Linked DNA regions of Mus musculus: all the other regions are linked to region 5. The links are chromatin contacts, called in public HiCAR-type and promoter capture Hi-C maps. All regions are on one chromosome and are shown on one strand. Each heading gives the region's core, a stretch centred on a gene start, on an enhancer-like site or on the middle of the called end of the contact. The rest is flanking DNA. Distances are from core to core; before and after follow the strand shown.

What was found. Promoter capture Hi-C pulls out the DNA fragments that hold promoters and counts their contacts. HiCAR-type assays count read pairs that join an accessible place to other places. Capture Hi-C pulls out chosen DNA fragments and counts their contacts.
Region 1: a promoter capture Hi-C map of liver shows a contact between it and region 5, with 3 times the contacts expected there. The contact joins the enhancer-like site here to the promoter of Cdadc1 in region 5. A contact is called at or near these places in 4 of 39 promoter capture datasets (hippocampal neurons, liver and pre-B cells) and 1 of 115 datasets of contacts at active chromatin or transcription factors (embryonic limb bud).
Region 2: a promoter capture Hi-C map of liver shows a contact between it and region 5, with 6 times the contacts expected there. The contact joins the promoter of Sap18 here to the promoter of Cdadc1 in region 5. A contact is called at or near these places in 3 of 39 promoter capture datasets (hippocampal neurons, liver and pre-B cells) and 1 of 115 datasets of contacts at active chromatin or transcription factors (microglia).
Region 3: a promoter capture Hi-C map of liver shows a contact between it and region 5, with 5 times the contacts expected there. The contact joins the promoter of Mrpl57 here to the promoter of Cdadc1 in region 5. A contact is called at or near these places in 5 of 39 promoter capture datasets (cranial neural crest, hippocampal neurons, liver and 1 more) and 1 of 115 datasets of contacts at active chromatin or transcription factors (astrocytes).
Region 4: a contact with region 5 is called in a promoter capture Hi-C map of liver, with 3 times the contacts expected there. The contact joins the promoter of Zdhhc20 here to the promoter of Cdadc1 in region 5. A contact is called at or near these places in 5 of 39 promoter capture datasets (hippocampal neurons, liver, maxillary cranial neural crest and 1 more) and 1 of 115 datasets of contacts at active chromatin or transcription factors (astrocytes).
Region 6: a contact with region 5 is called in a promoter capture Hi-C map of liver, with 2.8 times the contacts expected there. The contact joins the promoter of Xpo4 here to the promoter of Cdadc1 in region 5. A contact is called at or near these places in 3 of 39 promoter capture datasets (hippocampal neurons, liver and pre-B cells) and 2 of 9 other capture datasets (adipose tissue and liver).
Region 7: a HiCAR-type map of astrocytes shows a contact between it and region 5, with 5 times the contacts expected there. The contact joins the promoter of Lats2 here to the promoter of Cdadc1 in region 5. A contact is called at or near these places in 5 of 39 promoter capture datasets (embryonic stem cells, hippocampal neurons, liver and 1 more) and 1 of 115 datasets of contacts at active chromatin or transcription factors (astrocytes).

The regions. Positions count from the first base shown.
Region 1 is chr14:57,728,762-57,731,696 of GRCm38.p6, reverse strand. All of the region lies in intron 2 of Lats2 (large tumor suppressor 2), which reads left to right. Among named protein-coding and RNA genes, the nearest start is that of Gm52140, 8.4 kb to the left of the region's middle. Within about 2 kb of position 1,621, at least 180 of the 459 cell types and tissues checked have an H3K27ac peak or open chromatin away from gene starts, as enhancers often do. A contact at or near this core is called in hippocampal neurons, liver and pre-B cells, where this site is marked.
Region 2 is chr14:57,796,597-57,799,559 of GRCm38.p6, reverse strand. Sap18 (Sin3-associated polypeptide 18) reads right to left here and starts at 1,371. Exons shown (of 4, transcript NM_009119.3): 1 at 1,206-1,371; 2 at 963-1,072. The coding sequence starts at 1,334. Mir3077 (microRNA 3077) reads right to left here and starts at 1,136; the gene lies at 1,073-1,136.
Region 3 is chr14:57,824,444-57,827,743 of GRCm38.p6, reverse strand. It overlaps Mrpl57 (mitochondrial ribosomal protein L57), which reads right to left and starts at 1,505. Exons shown (of 2, transcript NM_026401.2): 1 at 1,422-1,505; 2 at 1-1,235. The coding sequence starts at 1,227. The coding sequence ends at 919. Ska3 (spindle and kinetochore associated complex subunit 3) reads left to right here and starts at 1,581. Exons shown (of 9, transcript NM_198605.3): 1 at 1,581-1,734. The coding sequence starts at 1,632.
Region 4 is chr14:57,888,754-57,891,855 of GRCm38.p6, reverse strand. Zdhhc20 (zinc finger, DHHC domain containing 20) reads left to right here and starts at 1,520. Exons shown (of 13, transcript NM_029492.5): 1 at 1,520-1,793. The coding sequence starts at 1,676.
Region 5 is chr14:59,596,608-59,599,780 of GRCm38.p6, reverse strand. It overlaps Cdadc1 (cytidine and dCMP deaminase domain containing 1), which reads left to right and starts at 1,822. Exons shown (of 10, transcript NM_027986.3): 1 at 1,822-2,026; 2 at 2,822-2,919. The coding sequence starts at 1,945.
Region 6 is chr14:57,663,968-57,667,166 of GRCm38.p6, reverse strand. It overlaps Xpo4 (exportin 4), which reads left to right and starts at 1,929. Exons shown (of 23, transcript NM_020506.2): 1 at 1,929-2,279. The coding sequence starts at 2,211.
Region 7 is chr14:57,744,599-57,747,507 of GRCm38.p6, reverse strand. Lats2 (large tumor suppressor 2) reads left to right here and starts at 1,385. Exons shown (of 8, transcript NM_015771.2): 1 at 1,385-1,618. Gm52140 reads right to left here. Exons shown (of 3, transcript XM_030248241.1): 2 at 1,170-2,213. The coding sequence ends at 1,196.

The sequences.
Region 1 (2,935 bases), core at 372-2,871, 1.9 Mb after region 5:
CTAGCTGTTCTTTAGCTAGAGATTGAGGCCTTGGAAGGTGAGGTTCCACTTGCACAACCGCACAGTCTGCAGCGCTGGCTGCATGTAGGTAGCATTTCTCTGGGGGCCTGTATTCTCTCCTGGAGCTGTAGTGGGTGACAGGCAGGTGGAACCCCTGCATGGTGAGGGTTGCAGACTTGTTGGGAGACAGGAACATGCACTTGGGGTACAGAGGTGTTGCTTGGAGACAGGAGGGTCTTCCTTATGGTATACATGTGGAGGTGCTGCTGGGTGACAGGCAGGACACCTGCGTGGGTTGCTAGGTGCATGAGGTTCAGGGGTATTGCTGAGACGGTAGACGGCTTCTGCATCCTTCATGTGGGGTCATTTTTTGGTTTCCTGTTCTCAGGGAGCCTGAGGTCTTGAGTGTAGCTCCTGGTGCAGACCCATGGCTTCTGGCAGTCTTAGAATAGCACCTTCCCCAGGTTGTGTCCCTTAGGGAAAGATATAGATGAGAAATTTCTTTCCGATAGGAGTACTAGGAAATGGCTTTGCCTCCCTTGAGGAATGCTCTTTGCTACCTGGTCCCTGAACTGACCTGTGGTTTGTGCTTGTCTAACCAGCCTGTCCTTTGTGTTTCCATGTCCTTAACAGTTCCTTGGCCCTGGGTTTCTGTGTCAACTGTCGTTTTCCTAACCTACCCCATATGTCCTCAAGTAATTCAGGTCTTTAATGGAACCAGGGCAGAGAGAATGTAGACAAACTGACTTTCTTCACCGCACACAGGCAGTGGTCAGGATGTGCCTTTTTGCAGGCCGGCTTCCTGACAATAGGCTCAGTGCGGGTGAGCGAGATGCTCTGGGAAATTAGCTAAGGAAGTCAGTTCATGACATTCGTAAGCCATCAAGGGAAGAATGTGAATTTTCCTCAGCAGTCACGCCAGCTTTTGGCAGCACTACAAAGGGGTGGAGCCCCCATTCACTAGGCAGTCACCTAGGCGTGAGTGAGCTGTGTGAGACAGGCTGTAGGCCCAGTTTTAAGCTACAGTGAGTTGAGGAGAGTCAGAAAGGGCCCCACCTGCAGAGCACTTGGCCAGATCGTGAGGAGCTGTGTGCCTGACTCGGACTCCGAGTGGAGGCAAGGAGTTCTGGTTTGACTTGGGATGCTTGTCACCAGGCTCAGTGCTGGATGACTGTTACTTCTCAGTCTGTTCTGTGTGCTGTGACTTCTCCCTTTTGTCCCCTCATAGCCTGCTGAGGGTGGCATTTTGCTGGCGGAGTATACAGTCCCTGCCAGCACTGGTATCCCCACTACTCCAGCTACAATCCTGGTCCTCAGCATGCTCCAACAGTCTATTCTCCTCAGGGACAGATTTCTGTCAGTTTGCTGGCTTGGGGCCTTCAGGGTTGTATTTTATAGCTCCCCCCTTCTTCCTGGGGGGATCCTGGTGTCTGTCAAGCTTGCTTTGTTTCAGCAGCAGCCTTTCCTAAAGTCCCCATGTGCCTTTGAGCTGTTCTCTTTTGCCCTTTATAGCAATTTGTTTCCGACTCACAGGGCACTCGATTTGGGAGGCCTGCGATGGCAGGCAGGCTGTGGTACTGTGGTTTCACTTCCCCTGCTCTGAGGCCTGGCTTTCAAGAGTCCTTCCAGTGCTCCACAGCCTCCAGCTGCTGGTTAATATTTGCCAAAGCAGATGTGAGTCATACTGGTCCAGGCAAAAGCCTCCATCGCCTCCCCCAACATCAAATGAGGGATAGTCCATAATCCACAGAGCACTTCTTTATGAAGTGTATCTGATTAACCTGAAGAGAGCCATAGAGAGCTAGATGTGTCATGTATACCTGTAATGCAGTGCTGAGCCTGAGTCCTCCCTGGGTGATGTAGGGAGACCCTGTCTAAAGCAAGGAAAGGGAAACAGGAGGAAACAATGTGCAAAGGACTAAGCCAAGCTGCTGTGCGTGGCGTTCGTTGTGACAGGATCTGCCTCCACTGAATCTCTTAAGTACAGGTATTGGCCAGTGGGAGGACAGTGGATGTAGATCTCAGATATTTCCTCCTCCTTCCTTTTTTCTGGAACGGGACCCGCCTTTCAACATGAACCTCCCCTGAAATACTAGTAAGTGGGGAAGGAAGAAAGCTTGTTTCAGTTTGCACTGCTGGTGACAGGAAATGGCTCACAATGGTCTTTGGGTGGGACAGCTGTTTGCCTCGCCATCTTCTCCTCCTCGTCTTCTTCCTCTTCCCCCCCCACTCCTCCTCCTTTTCCTCCTCCACCTCCTTCAATGGCTTTCAAATTATTTGGCCTGACCAAAAGGTAAACTTGGTGAAAAAGGATTTTAGGGTAGCACCGTGGCAGAGTATGTGCCTAGCATATGCAAGGGTCACCGTGGCAGAGTATGTGCCTAGCATATGCAAGGGTCACCGTGGCAGAGTATGTGCCTAGCATATGCAAGGGTCACCGTGGCAGAGTATGTGCCTAGCATATGCAAGGGTCACCGTGACAGAGTATGTGCCTAGCATATGCAAGGGTCACCGTGGCAGAGTATGTGCCTAGCATATGCAAGGGTCACCGTGGCAGAGTATGTGCCTAGCATATGCAAGGGTCACCGTGGCAGAGTATGTGCCTAGCATATGCAAGGGTCACCGTGGCAGAGTATGTGCCTAGCATATGCAAGGGTCACCGTGGCAGAGTATGTGCCTAGCATATGCAAGGGTCACCGTGGCAGAGTATGTGCCTAGCATATGCAAGGGTCACCGTGACAGAGTATGTGCCTAGCATATGCAAGGGTCACCGTGGCAGAGTATGTGCCTAGCATATGCAAGGGTCACCGTGGCAGAGTATGTGCCTAGCATATGCAAGGGTCACCGTGGCAGAGTATGTGCCTAGCATATGCAAGGGTCACCGTGGCAGAGTATGTGCCTAGCATATGCAAGGGTCACCGTGGCAGAGTATGTG
Region 2 (2,963 bases), core at 122-2,621, 1.8 Mb after region 5:
TAAAAATTAAACAAGCTTTTACAGTCTGAGTGCCCTAGCAGAAGAAGGGTAAGCTTTATAGCAGAAAGTCTCAAGAGCATATGCTGAAAGGTGTGTACAGTAAACACTACATTTTTAAAGTGAAAAACTTGATTATTCCAAGATTTTGATATCCATGTGGTTCTGGAACAATCTCTACAGATAACAGAGAGATAACCCTCTTTAGAAAGCTGGGCTCACGGAATAGAAAAGCAGCACTTAAGCAAAGTCCGGGCAAGCTGGAAAATTCATTTGTTGGGGGACACGGAATTTTAGTATGTGGAGAGTGGCTTAAATTCAGCCGCTACTCAGTAGTTTTCCCTTATAAATTCAATCACTAGCTCGTGTTTTGGATGGGGGTGGGGGGATGGGGGGTTGTTTGTCTGTTTTCCCGAGAAAGGGACTCTTTTGTGGTGTATCTTACCACCGCAACAAAAATGTATTAAAATTCGCCTTTGCTGCTTTTCCAAAGCTATTACAGTGTCAACCTGACACAATCCAAAGGACAAGCCTGTAACGGTCCTAGCTGCGTGGGTCCTGAGCAAGGCAGGTACTCGGAGATGAAACACTTGGGACAGCCGTCCTCACCGTGCAAACACCAAACGCTTTGACACCAAGGGCCGGGGCAGAAAGGGCTCGGTGTTGATGGTGCTTTTTAATATCTTGGTGCTGCGTGGCTCGAGGCTTCCCATTGCCTCCACTCTGCGAACACGGTTCACTCAACAGCCATCTCCCTCCCCGTCCTCTACCATCTTATCCTACCGCACCGTAAGCTACCTACGTATCCTTTTGTACCGGGCGGCCACACGGCGAGAGCGACGCCGGTCAGTTCACTCTGACCTAACGTTTCATCCCCACTCCCGAAAGGCGTCACACGGCGGGCGAGCCCGCCCTGGCTGTCCCCGAGGACGCAGCCCGCCAGGCCCGGGTCCCGCGCGGCTCACCAGGTGTAGATCTGCAGCTCGCTCGAAGGCACGTTCCCGCGGGAGAACTCGTCCATTCGGTGGTGGCGGCCGTTGTTGGTGGTGAAGACCCGCAGCAGGAGCGGGCAGGTCTGCGGAGAAGCAGGGAGTCAGCCTCGGGCGCGCCATTTGGCCTGCCCGCCCACCCGTCCGCAGGCCGCGCCCGCCCTCCCGCCAGCTCGCCGCTGCTGCCACCTCTGCCCCGCAGCCGCCCGCAACCCGCACCTTCTCGCGGTCGATCGGCTTCTCCGGCTCCTTCTTAATTTCCTCCTGGGTAACGCGCGACTCCACCGCCATCTTCCTCCTTCGGCCCGGGAGACGCTCGCCCTGACCTCCGACCCCTGCGGCGAGCATGAGCTAGTCGTCTCTCGCGAGGAAAGGCACGAGGTTTTATAGGAAACGAGTGGCAAGGCGGGGCATCGCATGGCGCAGGCGTATTTCCGTATGTGTGGGTGCACACGCACGCACGCGCGCGCGTACGTGTTGCCTTGGGGAGAGGGGTGGGGCACACGCATGCGCAGTGCTCTACAGGCGTCTTGATCGTTCTTAGTTGTTTTCTTACGTGCTCACTGCCCAGGTCAGCTTAACGTAATATTTTCATGCGTAGTGATGAAAATGTGTAGCGATCACGAAAAACTTAAGAAAATTCACATGACATGTAAAAATATGAACCAGGTAGTCATAGTGATGATAAACCGACTGAACTGGTTAATATGGACCCCCAGTGCAGAAAGGTACTGCAAGGCCAGCGAAATGATACCTTTTCTGTAGATGATGGGGTAAAGCTGTCTGTTTAGGGGCTATGAATGAAATAGGCTCTTTTTATGTCACGCAAAATTCAAGAGAGGCAAATCCAGCGGCATGGTGATGCATACCTTCACCTGGTCTTCAGAGTGTCAGGACAGTCAGGGCTATGTGGAGAGAGCCTGTTTCAAAACAAAAACTACAAAAGTATCAGTGAGAAAGACTGATTGAAAAAACCTTCATGCCGGCCAGTGGTGGCGCACTCCTTTAATCCCAGTACTTGGGAGGCAGAGGCAGGCTGACTTCTGCATTTGAGGCCAGCCTGGTCTACAGAGTGAGTTCCAGGACAGTCAGGGCTACACAGAGAAACCCTGTCTCAGAAAAAGAAAGAAAGAAAGAAAGAAAGAAAGAAAGAAAGAAAGAAAGAGAGAGAGAGAGAGAGAGAGAGAGAGAGAGAGAAAGAAGGAAAGATAGAAAGGAAGGAAGGAAGGAAGAAAGAAACCTTCACAATATGCTATAGATACTAAAACATAAACCCCATAGCTCCATTTTAAAGCAGTTGCTTTAAAAATGAAATCTAGACAGTAAGCATGTAAGGTTCGGAATGTCACTGCTAACCCAGAGAGTTCGTTAAAGATCTGGTGACTGCTTTTAATAGATTGCTTTACAAACAAATCGGATGTAGTATATCTGCAAAAATTAGACACTGCCAGTAGCAGCTGTTGGCCTTGGCACTTCTGAACTCCGGTGAGAAGGCAAGCTGGCACACACTTTGGATTCTTTAGGGTTCCTTGCTAGTCATCCTCTAGTCCTTACAACCCCTTCTTGCTGATAGACTCTAGAGAAAATCTTTGCTAGGAGTATATCCAGAGACATTATGAGAATGCTCTTCACTTGAGGTTCTTACAGAGGACCAGGCTACAATTCAAAACACCTGTAACTCCAGTTCCAGAGGCTCTGATGTCCTCTTCTGGCTTCCTTTGGGCACTGCATGCATGTGGTGCACAGACATGAAAACAGTCAAAACACCCATACACACAGCATAAAAATAAACAGATTTAAGAGGATGTAGAATGCTCATAACTTCAGACAGAAGCTGCTCCTGTAGCGAGGACAAGCCAGGCCTTACTAAATCCTCTATCTAGGACCTCCTTCCCTAAACTGCTGTGCTCCTAGTCGTTAACAGACCCAAGGCAGGGTGGGACAACACAACTTGCTAAATCTCTGCCTAAATTCCTG
Region 3 (3,300 bases), core at 256-2,755, 1.8 Mb after region 5:
TTGACCTAACACTTCAGATCCTACTTCCACTTACAGAATGCTGTGAAATCAAAGGCAGGCTCTATTCTAGAGCAGTGGTTCTCAACCTCCCTTACACTCTTTAATACAGTTCCTCATGTTGTGGTGACTCCAACCATAACATTATTTTCATTGTTACTTCACAACTGTAATTTTGCTGTTATCATAATACAAATCTCTGATACTCAGCCTCATGAAAGGGTTCTGCAACCACCACAAGGGGTCATGCCCAACAGGTTGAGAATGGCTATCCTAGACAGAAAGTAAGAAAACACCCCTTGTACAACAAAGCTCTAGCCAAGTACCTCAGCCTTAAGACTCATCAGTTTGTAGTTTTACAGCATTTAAATCTAAAAGGTGCAAGGTATGGTGGCACTTGCCTTTAGTCACAGCACTTGGGAGGCAGAGGCCAGTAGATCTCGGAGGTCAAGGCCAGCCTAGCCTATACAGCAAGTTCTATGGCTATATAGTGAGACAAACAAAAAAAAAAAAAACCCCACATTTTACAGAAGGGCAGGGAACCATGCCTGTAATTCCAGTAGCTAGGCACAGGGAGGGCTGCTGCAAGCTTTAGGCCAGAAAAAATAAAAAACAACCCTGAAAATAGACCGATTATGCACATATGGAGCCTCAAACAGTCTCTTTTGGCCTTCTGAGTCTAGGTCTTACTAACTACATCAGCAAAGATTTTCCTGCCTCCACCTCTTAATGTTGGGATTACAGGTGTGAAACAAACGCCTAGGTAGGGTCCCAAGTATTCCGTATGAGACAACTATTAATCAATCATGTTTGCTTTAATAAGATACTGGTCGAAGGGGTCACACTGGTACATAAATTACATTTTCTCAGCTCCAGGACCAAGTAAGGATAGAGCAGTCCGGTATCCATAATCTTGAAGGGTTAGGACCATTTCTTCGAGATGTTGAGATGGTCTAGCTGGTCTGCAATGTATCTATGCTTAGGGAACTTGGAAGTGGCCGCTGCCTTGATGGCTTCAAAAGCCTGGGCCCGTCGCTCCGCGGCGTGGCCGCACTCCTGCTCTGCTGTCATGTAGGGCATGCTGAGCCAGTAGTGGTTCTCGGCCTCCACCTCCAGGCGACGGATCATGCTCTCCTTCGCTTGGAAAGACACGGTACGCGGCCGCCGGTGCTTCCCGATCCACTGCCTGCCCGGAATGCGGCCGCGGAGGAGGACAGCGGTGAGGAACATGGTGCCTCCTGAGGAAATGACACGAAAGCCGCGGTCGCTGAGCCCCGGACCCGGGAAGCGAGCAACCGGCGTGCCAAGCTTGCGCCCACATCCCGCGGCCGAATCCAGAGCACGCTCGGCCTCTCGCCGGAAGTGAGTGGCCGGGAGCCGACTACACTGCAGGATATGGGGGTGGGGGCTCCCCGAAAACCCACCTCGCGTACCAACCGGCCCGGGACACGCTCCCCTCGGCGCTCCGCGTCCCCCGACCGATGCGGCGGCGCGCTGCTTCCGGTCTCTCTGGGGCCCTGATGCTAGAGTTCCGCTCTCGCGAGAGACGCCTTCTGCGCCTGCGCAGGATTCAAATGTGTAGCGCGTTCGTTCGAGGGGACTGGAGGTCAGCAGTCGGCTCGGCGGCCCTCAGCATGAACCCCATCCAGAGTTTCCACTGTAAGCTGCGGGGTCTGGCCACCACGCTGGACAGCGAGACGGCCCGGCTGCTGAGAGCGCTGGACGGCGAGGACAGCGGTGAGTGGGCGCGGGCGGGAGAGTGCGGTTCTCAGCGGGCGGTGTCGTCCAAGGGGCGTAGCTGATCTGTGATGGAAACTGTGCGGACAAATTCTCCTTGTGGCCGCAGGCGAGCGGGTGGTTGGGTGTTTGTTAACAACATCCAGTGGCAACTGTATTAAGACGCACTAAAACCCTGTTTTCTGTACGTGTAAAGTCATTTCGTCTCACTCGAATGGGCCCCTATTGAAGCAAGCATCTGCATTTTCTCCACTAACACTCTATTTGAAGTACAAATACTCGGCACTGCTGTTTTTTTGTTTGTTTTAAGATTTGTTTATATATGTATATGAATGCTCTATTTGCGTGGATGCAGGCACGACAGAAAAGGGCAGCAGATCCCATTATACATGGTCGTGAGCCACCTTGTAGTTGCTGGGAATTGAACTTAGGACCTCCAGAATTGGAGCCAGTATTCTTAGCCACTGAGCCATCTCTCCCGCCTCTTGTTTTATTTTTTAATAATAAAATTAAACATCATTTCTAACTTGTACTAGAGATTTTTTTCTTTTTTCTTTTTTCTTTTTTTTTTTTTTCGAGACAGGGTTTCTCTGTGTAGCCCTGGCTGTCCTGGACCTCACTTTGTAGACCAGGCTGGCCTCGAACTCGGAAATCCGCCTGCCTCTGCCTCCCGAGTGCTGGGATTAAAGGTGTGCGCCACCAAGCCCAGCCTGAGATTTTTTTAAAAAGTTGCAAGGTCACGGAGTGGCGTCCGCCATGAATCCCAACACTCAAGAAGCTGAAGGAGGTAGATTTTTGCGAGTTCCAGGCTAGCACCTGACCAATCAACCAGGCTTAGTGAGACCCTGTCCAAAAAAAAAAAAAAAAAGAAAGAAAGAAAAAAAAGAAAAAAAATCGATGCAAAAGTAGTTCAGATTTTGAGATTATCATAAAATGTCATAAATGTAATCTGTCTCGCACCCAGTAGGTCGAATGTAGTGGCACTTGCCTTTAATCCCAGCACTCTAGAAGGCATAGGCTGGCAGATCTCTGAGTTTGAGGCCAGCTTGATCTACAAATCGAGTTCCAGGACATCCAGGGATATACAGGAAACCCCTGTTTTGAAAAACAGAAACAAAGCAAAAATTGCACCCCGTAGACACAGATTCCTCTTACTTATAACTAACTCTCCATTTGGAAATGTTTTGGAGACTATAAAAGTAACATGTACTGTAGGAAATTTCAAATACAGAAAAGTAAAAAGAGTATATGTATTTTCTATTTAATTCGTAACAGACATCACTTACTGTTGTAGCTTTTTTTTTGTAACTGTTCTTATTTTAGGGAATTAAAATATGCTTTATTTGTTTATGTTGTTGAGCTAATTCGGCATACTATACTAAAGTTCATTAGTATTTCAACTGTATAAAAGTTCTTTTCACCAAGTGTTTGTTAGTCTGTAGTCTCACTAAAACATTACCTCTGCACAAACTTCATTTACTTTTTGTTTATTTGTTTTACAAGAAAATGTTGTAATAATTCTTTAATAAGTAAAAAAAAAAAATACAGGGAGTATTGCCAGCGTCT
Region 4 (3,102 bases), core at 271-2,770, 1.7 Mb after region 5:
GCCTCCAGATTCCATGTTGTATCTTAATTCTTTGAGACAGTTTTTCTGGGAAAATAGCTGAATTTTACCCACCTTAGTGCCCTAGAGTTGGGTCAATTTTGCCACTAATATGTAGTCAAAAATTTGAAGTCAGAATATGTTTGCTTTTTTTTTTTTTTTTTTTTCTCTAGACAGGGTTTCTCTGTGTAGCTCTGGGTGTCCTGGAACTCACTTTGTAGACCAGGCTGGCCTTGAACTTAGAAATCTACCTGCCTCTCTCTCCCAAGTGCTGGTATTAAAGGTGTGCACTTCTGGGTCCTAATGTCATCTTTAGGGCATGTTGCAATTTTCTTATTGTATACATGTTACTTTAATGTAACAGTAGTGTATGGTGACTAAATATTAATACTCATTTTACTAAGTCTTTATCATACTATAATAGCAGTTACCTTCTTCTTGGAGACTTTAGTAAATAGTCTGTTTTAGCTGACCTCAAACTCACAGAGTTCCACTGTCCTCTTCCTCCTGAGTGTGTGGAATTAAAGGCATGTGCCACTATGCCCAGGGCCAAAACCCAAACCAACCCAAACCAAACTTAAAAACTTTTCATTTGTCCTCAGACAACCCCTGGGCCACACATCCTCATGAGCAGTGGTCCATGCACATCCGCACATAGAATGTAAATAAATGAATGTACTGTGTTTTAAAAGAATGTATGAAATTATTCCTAATGATTGTACATTATGATGTTTCACAGCAAGGCTTCTAGATTCTAAGATTGCAGTCATTACTTAGCAATCTCCAGCTGTAAATATTTGAAAATCCCACTCCAGGAAAGGGCTGTTTCTATATTCTGCTTTCATGGTGTAACCTTAAATGTGGACTCCAAATCAAACTGACCTGTTGTATATGGCTTCCACCTTAAATCTCAGGCTCCTACCAATTCAAACAAAACATGGTGGAGAGAGCGATACGTGGACCAAATTATCCCAGGGGATTCTTCATTGGAGACACATTATAGTCACAGGAGTCTTATATTTAAGTATATATAATATTTTTCTTGCTTGCACGCTTGAGTGATGCACAGCCTTATGTAATAGGGAACCCGACTTGTATGGGTCCTGAAAGACCTAGGGGAAGAGTGTTATACAGAGTGCCACCCAAGGCACACAGGGCAGCTAAGAATTCATTCCTCTCCCCTTGCGCATCCCCATCCCTCTCGTCACCCAGTCCTAGATGGCCTCCTACACATCCTTAGCACTCTCCTCTCTTTTCCACCAAGGCACCCCCAAATCCCATGGGCGGGCCTGAGCAGAAGCCCCGCCCCAACTTCAGGCCCCGCCTCCTTCGGCCGGGTAGCCCCACCCCCTACGGGGATTGCCAGGCGCGGGACTAGGGGCGGAGCGGCAGGATGCGGGGCAGGGGCGGACCCGGTCCAGGCGCCGGGAGGGGCGGAGTTGCAGCGTCGCCCTTCACAGCTCGCAGCGGGATGAGAGGCGGGCCCGGAGGCGGGCCCGAGGGCGGGGTCAGGGGCGGACCCGGGCCAGGCGCAGGGAGGGGCGGAGTTGTGGCGTCGCCCTTCGCCACTGCTTGCGGCGGCGGAGCCTCGGGGGCGGGGAAGCTGGCGACAGGGCCGCTGGGGTCTTGTGGTCCTACAGAATCGTGGGCAGCGGGACCCGGCAGTCAGCAGAGGAACATGGCGCCCTGGACACTCTGGCGCTGCTGCCAACGCGTGGTGGGCTGGGTTCCGGTGCTCTTCATCACCTTTGTGGTCGTCTGGTCCTACTACGCGTACGTGGTGGAGCTGTGCGTGAGTGAGTACGGGAGGCGCGGGCGGCGGGCCGGGCCGCGGGTGGCAGGCCGAGGCCTCGGCGCCGCGTTCTGATTCCGCGGGGCGGCCTGCGCTTCCCCAGCCCGTGGGTTCCACGTCCGAGGGTTCCGGCCCGCGCTTCTCCGGCGGTGGGGGCCCCTGTCCGTGGGTTTCTGCCCACGGCTCGCTGCTCGAGGGGTCCCGAGTTCGGGCCTGCGCGCCGCCCACGCTCCAAGCTTCCGGGTGGCTGCAGTCGCCTTGGGGCTCCCACCCTTCTGTGACGGAATGCTCACAAAGGCCTTTCCTTTTGAACTAGAGAACCCCTTCTGAGACGGCTTGTGAGGTCAGTTTGGCTAAAACACACGCACACACGCACAAAGAAATCTTTTCCTCCCAGATTGTTGCTCCCCAAACTGCGCGAGAAGAAGCGCGTAAGCTGAAAGCAGCCTGGGGGCCTGGGAGGGAGGTGTGTCTCCCGGGTCTGCAGTGTGGGCTCAGCCCCTGGTCTGAGCTGTATTTGACCCTTTTTAATATTCATCTGGGGGTCTCAGTGCTGGATTTACACAAAATGTTGTTTTGAGGCACAAGGAATTGAACAAGAGAGGTGCAAGCTCAATGACTTTTTTTTTTTGCCTGTTTACTTTGTAGGTTTGTATTGCTTATACCTTTAGTTTTAGGGCTTTGGTTTAGTTTTACTTTTGCTATTTTTCTTATTTAATTTTTTTTACCGTATGGTTCTTACCTGATTTCCTGGGATAAAGGAATAGCGTTGCATTATACTTACATGACTTAGCCGATTGGTTCATTGTCATTAACACCCTAGGCCATTACTATGTCAGTGATACTAAATAATTGCCTGTAAGCTTTGAGTGTGCGTTCTATACCTACTGGCTCTTTACTGTGTTCGTCTCCCGTCAGCATTATTAAATAAAACCCTAAGAAAAAGCAGTCCCTTGGTTTCCCAGAAGTGATGTGGTTTTAATTTTCAGACAGAGCCCTCGGTTATCTGAAGGACAGATTTTCTTTGGGGAAAAACATACGGGGTAAATACAAGAATGAAAAAAAAAAAAAATCGGGCTGGTGAGATGGCTCAGCGGGTAAGGGAACTGATTGCTCTTTCGAAGGTCCTGAGTTCAAATCCCAGCAACCACATGGTGGCTCACAACCACCCATAAAGAGATCTGACACCCTCTTTTGGTTCGTCTGAAGTCAGCTACGGTGAACTTACGTATAATAATAAATAAATCACTCAAAAATGGTAGAGCCTAGACCTCAATTGTGGCTTTGGATTTGGCGAGCTCCAAACCAAGTAC
Region 5 (3,173 bases), core at 573-3,072:
CCAGTATAATTCCTAACTCCTTTCTAAACATTTATCTTAACACTCCCAGGTAAATGCAACTCTTATCTCTCCTCAGCATTATCTATCTATCTATCTATCTATCTATCATCTATCTATCTATCCATCTATCTATCTATCAAGATGGGCATGCTAGCATATGCCTTTAATTCTAAGACTCAGGAGTCTACGCTGTGTGTTCTAGGCCAGCCAGGACTTCACAGTGAGACCCTTTCTTAAAAAGACAAACACACACACACACACACACACACACACACACACACACACACAGAGAGAGAGAGAGAGAGAGAGAGAGAGAGAGAGAGAGAGAGAGAGAGAGAGAGAGAGAGAGAGAATGGAGCAGAGGAGGAGGAAGGTAGTAGCAACAGCAGTTCTCAAAATGTAGAGAACAACTGACCTTGCATATCCAGTCCTGAAGGTTGGATCTAGAACTCAACCCCTACACCTAACGTTCAGGATCATCTCAGAAAGGGGGGAGGGGGATGAAAAGACTGTAAGAGCCAGAGAGGATCAGGAAGCTGTCAGAACATTGTCTTCTAGTTGTTGCAGGAAAGCTCCACCTACAAAATTTCAACAACATGGCTGCCAAAACAAGACCCGAACAATGCCAACACCAGCTAACTTGCCAACATGGGTGAAATCTCCCAGGGGTCCCATATCTAGATGAAGGGTAAATAATAACAGAGGAGAAATTAGTCTTCCCCAAGAATAAGTCCCCTCAACTAGTTATCCAGTACCAAGTGATCAGTCCTAAAAGCATATACATACAAGCACATATATGTAGAGATATATGTGTGTATATATTATATACATATATAATACATGTATATAAACAATAGTGGTTAAAGAAAAACCATGAATTAATTTAAAAATGATCAGGGCCTCGGGGAGGGGGGAGATTTGTAATGATATTATATTTTAAATAAAAATAAAACTATTTTTACAATTTTTGTTCAAATATCCATCTCTGGAGTTAAGGGTTGTAGTGACCCACTCTGGATGTGGGTGTTGGGAACTGAACTCAGACCCACTGGAAGAGTAGGAAGTGTTCTTAACTGCTGGGCCATGTTTCTGACCTCTCCAGGCTTCATTTTACACTTTATATTTTTCACTGGGGGCTGAGGAGATGGTTCATTGTGTACATGCTTTAGATATAAGCTTGAGGAGTTCCTTCTGGATCCCTCAAACCCACATTAAAAAAAAAAAAAGGTCTGAGTAAAGCTGCACCAGCCTGTAGTCACAAGTGTGTAAAGTCTGAGACAGGAGGATGAAGCTCCAGTGTAGCCAACCAGTGAGCTCCAGATCCAAGCAGAGACCCATTCTCAAAACAAACATTTGGAGGGCCATATAGAGGAAGATACCCTCTGTACGGTAAGCGCGCACACGTACGCTCTATTTACAAATTCATTGGGACGGACAACTCAGATTTTTCAGGTTCCGCTGTCTACTTAACTCTTCGATCCTCCCAGTTCTCTTCTCATAGTTTGTGTGAGTTTGGATATGAAGCAGAACCAAATACCCTGGGATCCGCCCACATCTGACGGCTGGGTTCCGATGGCCCTGCTTCCCCCACCTCGCCCACTCCGGTTCTATGTTCGCCTCTCTCTGTTTAAGTCCTCCACCCTGGTCCCCTACTGTCCCGAACCAAGACAACTTCAAGCGTCCTTCTTTCTGCAAAAATCACTGAACACAGCCTGCTACACAGAGTAGCATAACTGATAGATAACCACCACCACCACCTCGGTGCGCCGGACTCTGACGTCACATTAAGCGCCGGAAGCGATGGGGGGGGCATACCGAGACGTCATCTTGCTGCGCAGAACAAGCGGTTGTTGACAGGCCGCAGAGGTGGCCGTAGGCGAGCTTCAAGGAACCTATCATGCCTGACCGGGCAAGCTGTCCTGGGCCGAGGCCTTTGGGCTGGGGATGAAAGAAACGGATCAGATGCAGAGTTTGGAGGGTTCCGGGGCCGAGAGGTCAGTCGGCACGCAGACGGGCAGCATGACGGGTGAGTGCGGTGGCCTTCTCTCCCGCCCTGCCCCTCTCCTGGCGCTCTGCACGCTTGCCCGAGTCTCCCTCCAGCTCCGCATCCTGCCTGTCCTGTGTCTCCGCACAGCCCAGCACCCTCCCTGCTCTATGTCTCCTTCCCGCCCTGCTAGCCTGCTACTCCCCCCCCCCCCCCCACACACACACATACTGCACCTCCCTGACACCCTGCCTGCCCTGTGACTCACAGCGACTCCTGTCTGCCCCGCCGTCCCTGGTCTCCTTGCCAGGCGCGCGTCCCGGACACTGTGCTGTCCAGGCTTCATAGGTCGCGTCCTGTCCTGCACTGGTGGGTGGTTGCACCTAGAGTCAGTATCCCGGAGCTGAAGAGCCTGAAATTGCGCTTTGGCAAATTCACCACCCGTGATACCTCCCTCAAGTTTTGCCTTATGGTTGAAGATCAATCATGTTCCAACCATTGCCCTTTTAGCAATGCCAGGTTCCAGAGGGGTAGGGGTGGGGACCTTGCTCCTCGGCTACATCAGAGAGGAGCCCTTATCCTATTGATTGATTGATTATTTCCAGAGCCTTTGTATCAGTTTTACTATTTTACCTGTGGGGTGAGCTGGAGAAAAAAAAAGCACCCAACTTTGGAAAGTGCCACCCGAGGTCACTGAAAGTGAGGTTGTGGCCACTCTTGCTAAGGAAGCTTTTATTCTCCTGCCTGCCAGACCATCTGCAGCTCACTCGTAGCTTTGAGCTTAGCTCCTCTGCCTTCACTAGTGAAATTCTGAAGTGCTTGCCTTCTCTTTTGTAGGTCAAATACCAAGGCTTTCTAAAGTGAACCTTTTCACCCTGCTCAGTCTCTGGATGGAGCTCTTCCCAGGAGTGGAAGCCCAAGGGCAAAAATCTCAGGTATACCTTATTTCCATAGAGAGTGTTTACCCTTGGAAAAGCAGTAGTCTAAGTCTGGTTTCATTGGCCAACTGTAGTCCTAACAGCCAAATGCAGCAAGAACCTAGGAATGGTGTCATGGCTTTTGTATGCTGTGCCTGTAACCACAGCGAACTAGCTCATATTTCCAGTCTGAAAAGTTATTTCTAGTGTGTGCCATGATTACCAGGTATTAAGGCTTTTCTTTTGGAGACATTTAGCGCCTTAAAAATGTG
Region 6 (3,199 bases), core at 680-3,179, 1.9 Mb after region 5:
CCACATTGCTGTTTCTCACCAAAGGAAGTCAGGACTGGAACTCAAGCAGGTCAGGAAGCAGGAGTTGATGCAGAGGTCATGGAGGAATGTTCCTTACTGGCTTGCTTCCCCTGACTTGCTCAGCTTGCTCTCTTATAGAACCCAAGACTACCAGGCCAGGGATGGCACCACCCACAATGGACCCTCTCACCCTTGATCACTAATTGAGAAAATGCCTGACAGCTGGATCTCATGGAGGCCTTTCTTCAAGGGAGGCTCCTTTCTCTGTGATAACTCCAGCTTGTGTCAAGTTGACACACAAAACCAGCCAATATACCAGGTAAGTCTAGATTTGTGTCAAGTTGACAAAAACTAACTAGCACAGTGTATGTTACGGATGCATGAAGGCAGACAAGTGCAGAGGTCAGAGGGCAATTTACAGTCAGTTCTCTCTATTTGCTATGCACTTTAGGATTGAAGTTAGGTCCTCAGGCTAGTACTGAAAGTTCTTTTATCTGCTGAGCCATTTGGCTGGCCCCTGTTCACACAAATCTCAACAGGAAAACCACCATTAACAGCACTTCAACTAATTTTGTCATCTGGTAATGAAATGAAAGACACTTTTATTTCTCAAGCAAAAAAAAAAAAATCTCATTAATTTACTTCTCAAAAATAGTAGAGAAGTCAAAAAAATCCAAACAAACAAACAAAAAACCGATTGGCCATGCCTTTAATCCCAGCACTGAGGAGGCAGAGGGCAGGTGGATCTTTGTGTTTGAGGCTGGCCTGGTCTACAGCGTGAATAGAAAAATCCTGTTAAAAACACAAGAAAAGGGGCTGGAAAGATGGCTCAGCGGTTAAGAGCACTGACTGCTCTTCTGAAGGTCCTGAGTTCAAATCCCAGCAACCACATCGAGGCTCACAACCATCCATAGTGAGATCTGATGCCCTCTTCTGTGGAGTCTGAAGTCAGCTACAGTGTATTTACATATAAAATAAATAAATAAAGGCACTGAGAGTGGGTGGGGTGAAGAGAAGAATTTACATTTGTTTCAATAGAAACAATAGTAATAGAGAGATAGCTTAGTGGTTAAAAGCACTGGCTGCAATTCCAGAGGACTCAGGTTCAGTTCCAGCACCCTTACAATCATCAGTAACTCCAGTTGCTGGGGATTTGACACTCTCACACAGACATACATGCACACAAAACAATGCACATAAAATAAAAAATAAATCATTTAAAAATTAATGCAATTCTATTTCGAAGACACAAAACCTCAAAGGGGCGGAGGGCAGACTTACAAATCTCTGGGAAAACCAGGAAGTCTACAGAAGGAACTCAAAAACGTGGATTTTCCCCAGAAAGCAGAACAGGCAGTCAACAAAACTCAGAAAATGGAGCTGTCAGGTCGAAACATACAAATACTTCAACTAGACCACCTTTTGAACATTGAACTAGCTGATGTCGGGATCACTTTCCTGGACGTAGACTTTGAAAAACAAAACCTTAAAGAACCGGAGAGAAGACAGCGCGTTGAAGTTACTGTAACGCACCTTTCCTCGCAGATTCTGTACTTAGCATTGCTATTATAAACTCCTGAAGTCCAAAGCTGGCGGCAGCTGAGCCCTTACTGACTTCAGGAAGCCAAGTGGTTAGGGAGAGGGTTTCAAAAATCAAGAAAACCAAGCATTTCGTCCACGGATGCCCTTTTCTCACAGCGGAATGAACCGCGGAGCGGGAGGCATGAATTCTGGGCGTAGACGCACCCTTAGGAGAGCGCTTCCAAGGCTAAGAGATCCTGCTCCACACCGGACAGCCTATGGGAGCGAGAGGAAGCTCCCGCACGGGCAGGACACCCAAACCTTAACCCGCAGCTAACGGGCTGCGCGGCTCCGGTCCAGGACCTCGCGGCCCGCACCCAGCAGGGAACCACGCATGCGCAGGCCCCAGACCCGCGCGGGATGCCCGGCCGCGGCTGACAGAGCCAACCGCTCGGCCTCGCCCGGTGCCGGCTGCCGCCGCCCTCCTCCCAGCGCCGCGACCGGGCTCACGCTTGTCTCCTTCCAGCTGCTCAGGAATCGGCGGTCCCGTCAGGCCGCTGGGGGCGCGACGCCGACGGCTGCTGCGACAGCCCGGGAGGCGCGAGAGGCGCCGGGGTCGCGGCGGCGATTGGCCGGCCGCGGCGCCTGCTCCCAGAATGCAGCGCATGGCGCGTCATTGAAGAGAGACCATGATGGCGGCGGCGCTGGGGCCCCCAGAAGTGATCGCTCAGCTGGAGAACGCGGCCAAAGTTCTGATGGTGAGGACGCCGGGTCCGGAGAAACGGGGGATTAGTGGGACTCCGGCTGGCTCTCCCTGGTCAGGCCTGCTGTCCGCTGGGTTGGTGGCCAGGAAGGGCCTTGGGATGAACCCTGAAGTGGAGGTGGTGGTGGCGTGGCGCAGGATTCTCCATCCTACTTTCCTCTTGCCTTGGTTCTTTACTTTCTAGTGCTGTCTCCTTCCCTGACCGCCTTGTTCCTCCGCCTGGCACTGGGGTGTAGTGGTGTAAGATGGAGAGTTTCCTGTGCCGCCAGCTTCGCTCCATACCTCGCTAGGCAGACTGGGTAGCAGAGCAAGGCACAGGGTGAACCCCGCAGGACTTGGGTTAGGGAACATTCTTGGGACTGTGTGCATGACGCTGGGGAGTTGATCCTGTTAGGAGAGGGATGGCATAGTCTGGGTGCTGTTAGCAACCCTCGTTCTCTTGTGGATCGGGTCCCCTAGCTCTTTGCCTGACATGCAGACTGTTCTGGGTAACCGCAGCAGGCGGCACGTGGACGGACCGGCCGGAGGGAGAGAGGCTAATCTTTAGGACCAAGGTCGTTGGGGCAAAACTTGGTTCAAGACCTACTCTTTGTGGGTTTCGCGTTTTGGAAAACTGACTCTGTGGCAGGTTCCCAGGTACTTATTAGCTGAAGTCTAACAACTACCACGAAATAGTTTGGTGAGGGTGTTTGAGCAGGACGAGTCGGTATTATAAACAGGATTTCACATAGGGAGCAAAAGTAAGGAGAAGGATACTGTTTCGTTACTTAGTAAACTGTGTGTCTTATGCTTGCTGGCTCAGCCTGATTTCTTTCTTTCGTTCTTTGTAAATTATGACGATTGCATTTGTAGGGTTTTTTGTTTTGTTTTTAAAATTAGATGTCCATTTTATTACTTGAAATGATTTAGACATTT
Region 7 (2,909 bases), core at 136-2,635, 1.9 Mb after region 5:
ACATGTGTGTGTGCATTTACCCACAGAACAAGGCATTGGATCCCTTGGCACTGGTGTCTCTGTCTCTCTGTCTCTCTCTCCCTTCCTCCATCCCTCCCTCCCTCTGCACCCCTACTTTCCCCCTCTACCGGGTTTCTCTGTGTAGCCATGGTTGTCCCGGAATTCTCTCTGTAACCAGATTGACCTTGAACTCAGAGATCACCTGCTTTCCTGAGAGCTGGGATTATAGGTGTGCATCACTAACCGGCTTCCCTAACATTTCTTAGAGCAAGAGATAGGAACTTTTAACACACAGTGAAGGTTGCCAGTGCGCTTGGGGAGATGGGGGAGGAAGTTCCCAGGTGAGTGCTAGACTCCTCTTTTACAGAATATTACTTGATGCATTGGTTTCTCATCACGGTGCAAGATGTCAGTGTAGCACACAGGGTCAGGCTGACTAAAGAAAATGAGGCTAATCTGCAAGAGGCTTAATTATTAAAGTTCAAAGGACAAAGAAATGAGAATCTCTGGAAGAAGCCTTAAGGGAATTAGAGAGGTGGGGGTGGGGGTGGGGGTGGGGGTGGTGGTGGTGAGGGGCAGTCCAGGACTAAAGTCTGTTGAGGCAGTTAAAACAGTCCTGACAAGGGTTCTTCTGACAAGACAGCCTGAATTTGGCACAGGAGAGGGGGCTCGACTTCCTTCCCGAGGACAAAAATAAAAACTGGTACAAATGATCTTCACTCTTGTGAATTTCTTCCGGAATTGAAACTTCAAATGTCACGTTTGCTAATTAAAGAGGAAGTCTGGTTGACTTTTAAGACTATTAGTCCCCACCATCACTTACCACAGATCGTAAGTTGGTGGGGAGTGTGACGTTAGACAGCCAATAGTAAACGAAAGACTTTGCTTCCACGCTGTTATTTCTCAGCGTCTGTCCCTGGACCAAATCCCCAAATGGAGGATAAAGGAGTGGCCGAAGTGTAAACGCCAGTCTCCTCGGCTGGTTCGTGCAATACTGATGTGTTTTATAAAACCATAAGGCACTTTCCTAAAACGTGCCCAGGGAGGGAGCTGGTTAGCCTGCGTCCGGTTAAGCCCAGGCTGTCAGGCGTCCCGGTTTATTATTTGATGCCCGGGTCTCAGCAGCCGGCTGCACTTTCCGTGGCTGGCACCGGGGCCTGTGAACTTACTTTTCTCACCCACTGGTACGAGGCGTTTAGGGAAACCGGCGCTCCCGGGCTGGGGGCTTCCGACGCGAGCCCAGCGCAGGGCAGGTGGCCGCCCAGCCAGGCGGCGCAGGAAGCGGCCCGTGGGGCGGAGCGGGCGGCGGGTAGCAAGGCCGCGGGCGCCCCGCCCGGGCTGGTATGCGGCCGGGAGTGACGCGGGAGGAGGGGTCACGTGACGCCCGTGGAATGCCAACAATGTAGCGAATGTCCCGCTCGGGTCTGCGCTTCGGAACCGCGGCGTGAGCGCCCCGGGAAGATGGAGCCGCCGCCGCCAGCGCCGCCGCCGCTTCCCCGGGCTCCCCCGACCCTCCGGGGTCAGCAACCACTGCCGCCACCGGCGCCCGGTCTCCCGGCGCGCGAGGTCCCGGAGCCGCGGGCCAGGACGCCGCCGAGGGTGTAGAGCGCTCCCGGAGGTGAGGGGCCGCGGCCGGGAAGTTTGTCGGGACAGGGCTCCGCCCGGTCCCACGGGCGAGCTGCCCTGCGGGACAGGGACAACCCGTCCGCTGGGTCCCGGGCGGGTGCGGAGCAGCGGGTGGCGGCGGCGGGGCGGCTTTGTTGTGCTCGCGCGGCGGCGTCCGGAGGCCCAGACCCCGCGTCCCGCGGCGCCGACCCCGCCCAGCCTGGGCCTCCGTGCGCCGCGCCGTCCACCACGCGCGCTCGCGGCCTTGCGCGCTGCACCTCTGGCCCTCGGCGGCGCGGTGCCCGCCCGGTGTCCGGTGTCCCGTCCCCGGCTGCGCCGTCCGGCGGTCGGTGCGGGGCGGTTGCGTAACGTCTCTTTTGAGCCGACTTCTCCCGGGCCGGCCTCCGCCGCGACTCCACGGCCTGAGTCCGTAGCGCTGGTCACGCACGAGCCTCGCCTGCGTGGCCCGGGTCTCGCCCGGGCGACTTCGGCCACCAGCGGCGTGCAGGAGGCGGCCGGGTGAAAACTTATGCCTGTGAGTGTGAGCGGGAGAGAACTGGACGTGCAGATTTTGTTGACAAAAAAGTTTGAGCGAGGACTTTTCACGCCTTTAAATTTCCCCTGCTTGCCCGTAATGTAGCCGCTTATTAGGGAATTTGTACCAAGTCTTGCTCCATATTTTTAGTTTAACCCCAGGTTAGGTCAGTAAATGATGCTCACCAGTTTTGAGTGCTAAATCTGGAGACAAGGCTACTTTTTGTGATTTTTCTTTTCTCCCCTTTTAGCAACTGTTGTAATAAGGCGCTAACAAAAAAAAAAAAATCTTCCAGCATAGGAATGCAGACGCTGCTTAGAAAGCCTGTTTTTAACTTAACTATAGTTAACAATACATTACAGTATTCAGCCTCTCGTAAAATTTTGGTTATCCAGGTATAGAAAACGCTGTTGAACGAATTCACCATGGTTCCTTTGAAATTGCTTAACTTTTACCACACTTCAAAATGTCAGCTTCATATGGTACCAACAGAGGCTGCTATACAGAATTACAGAATCCGAAGTTTTGAACTGAGAGTTTTTCAGCTTCGCCATCTAGTTGGAATAGTATAAATGTAAATTGGAGCTGTGGGTTATTTCTTTCCTTCGAGAAATCACGGCCTTGGTGGGAGGGACTTTCAGTGGTGGGAGGGACTTTCAATGATGGGCGGGGAACACGTTTACAATAAAATGCCTTGTTATTTTAAATGCTGTGTTGTAAATAGCCTGCCCTAGGCCCTTAAAACCCACTGGAGAGTAGAATGGAGGTT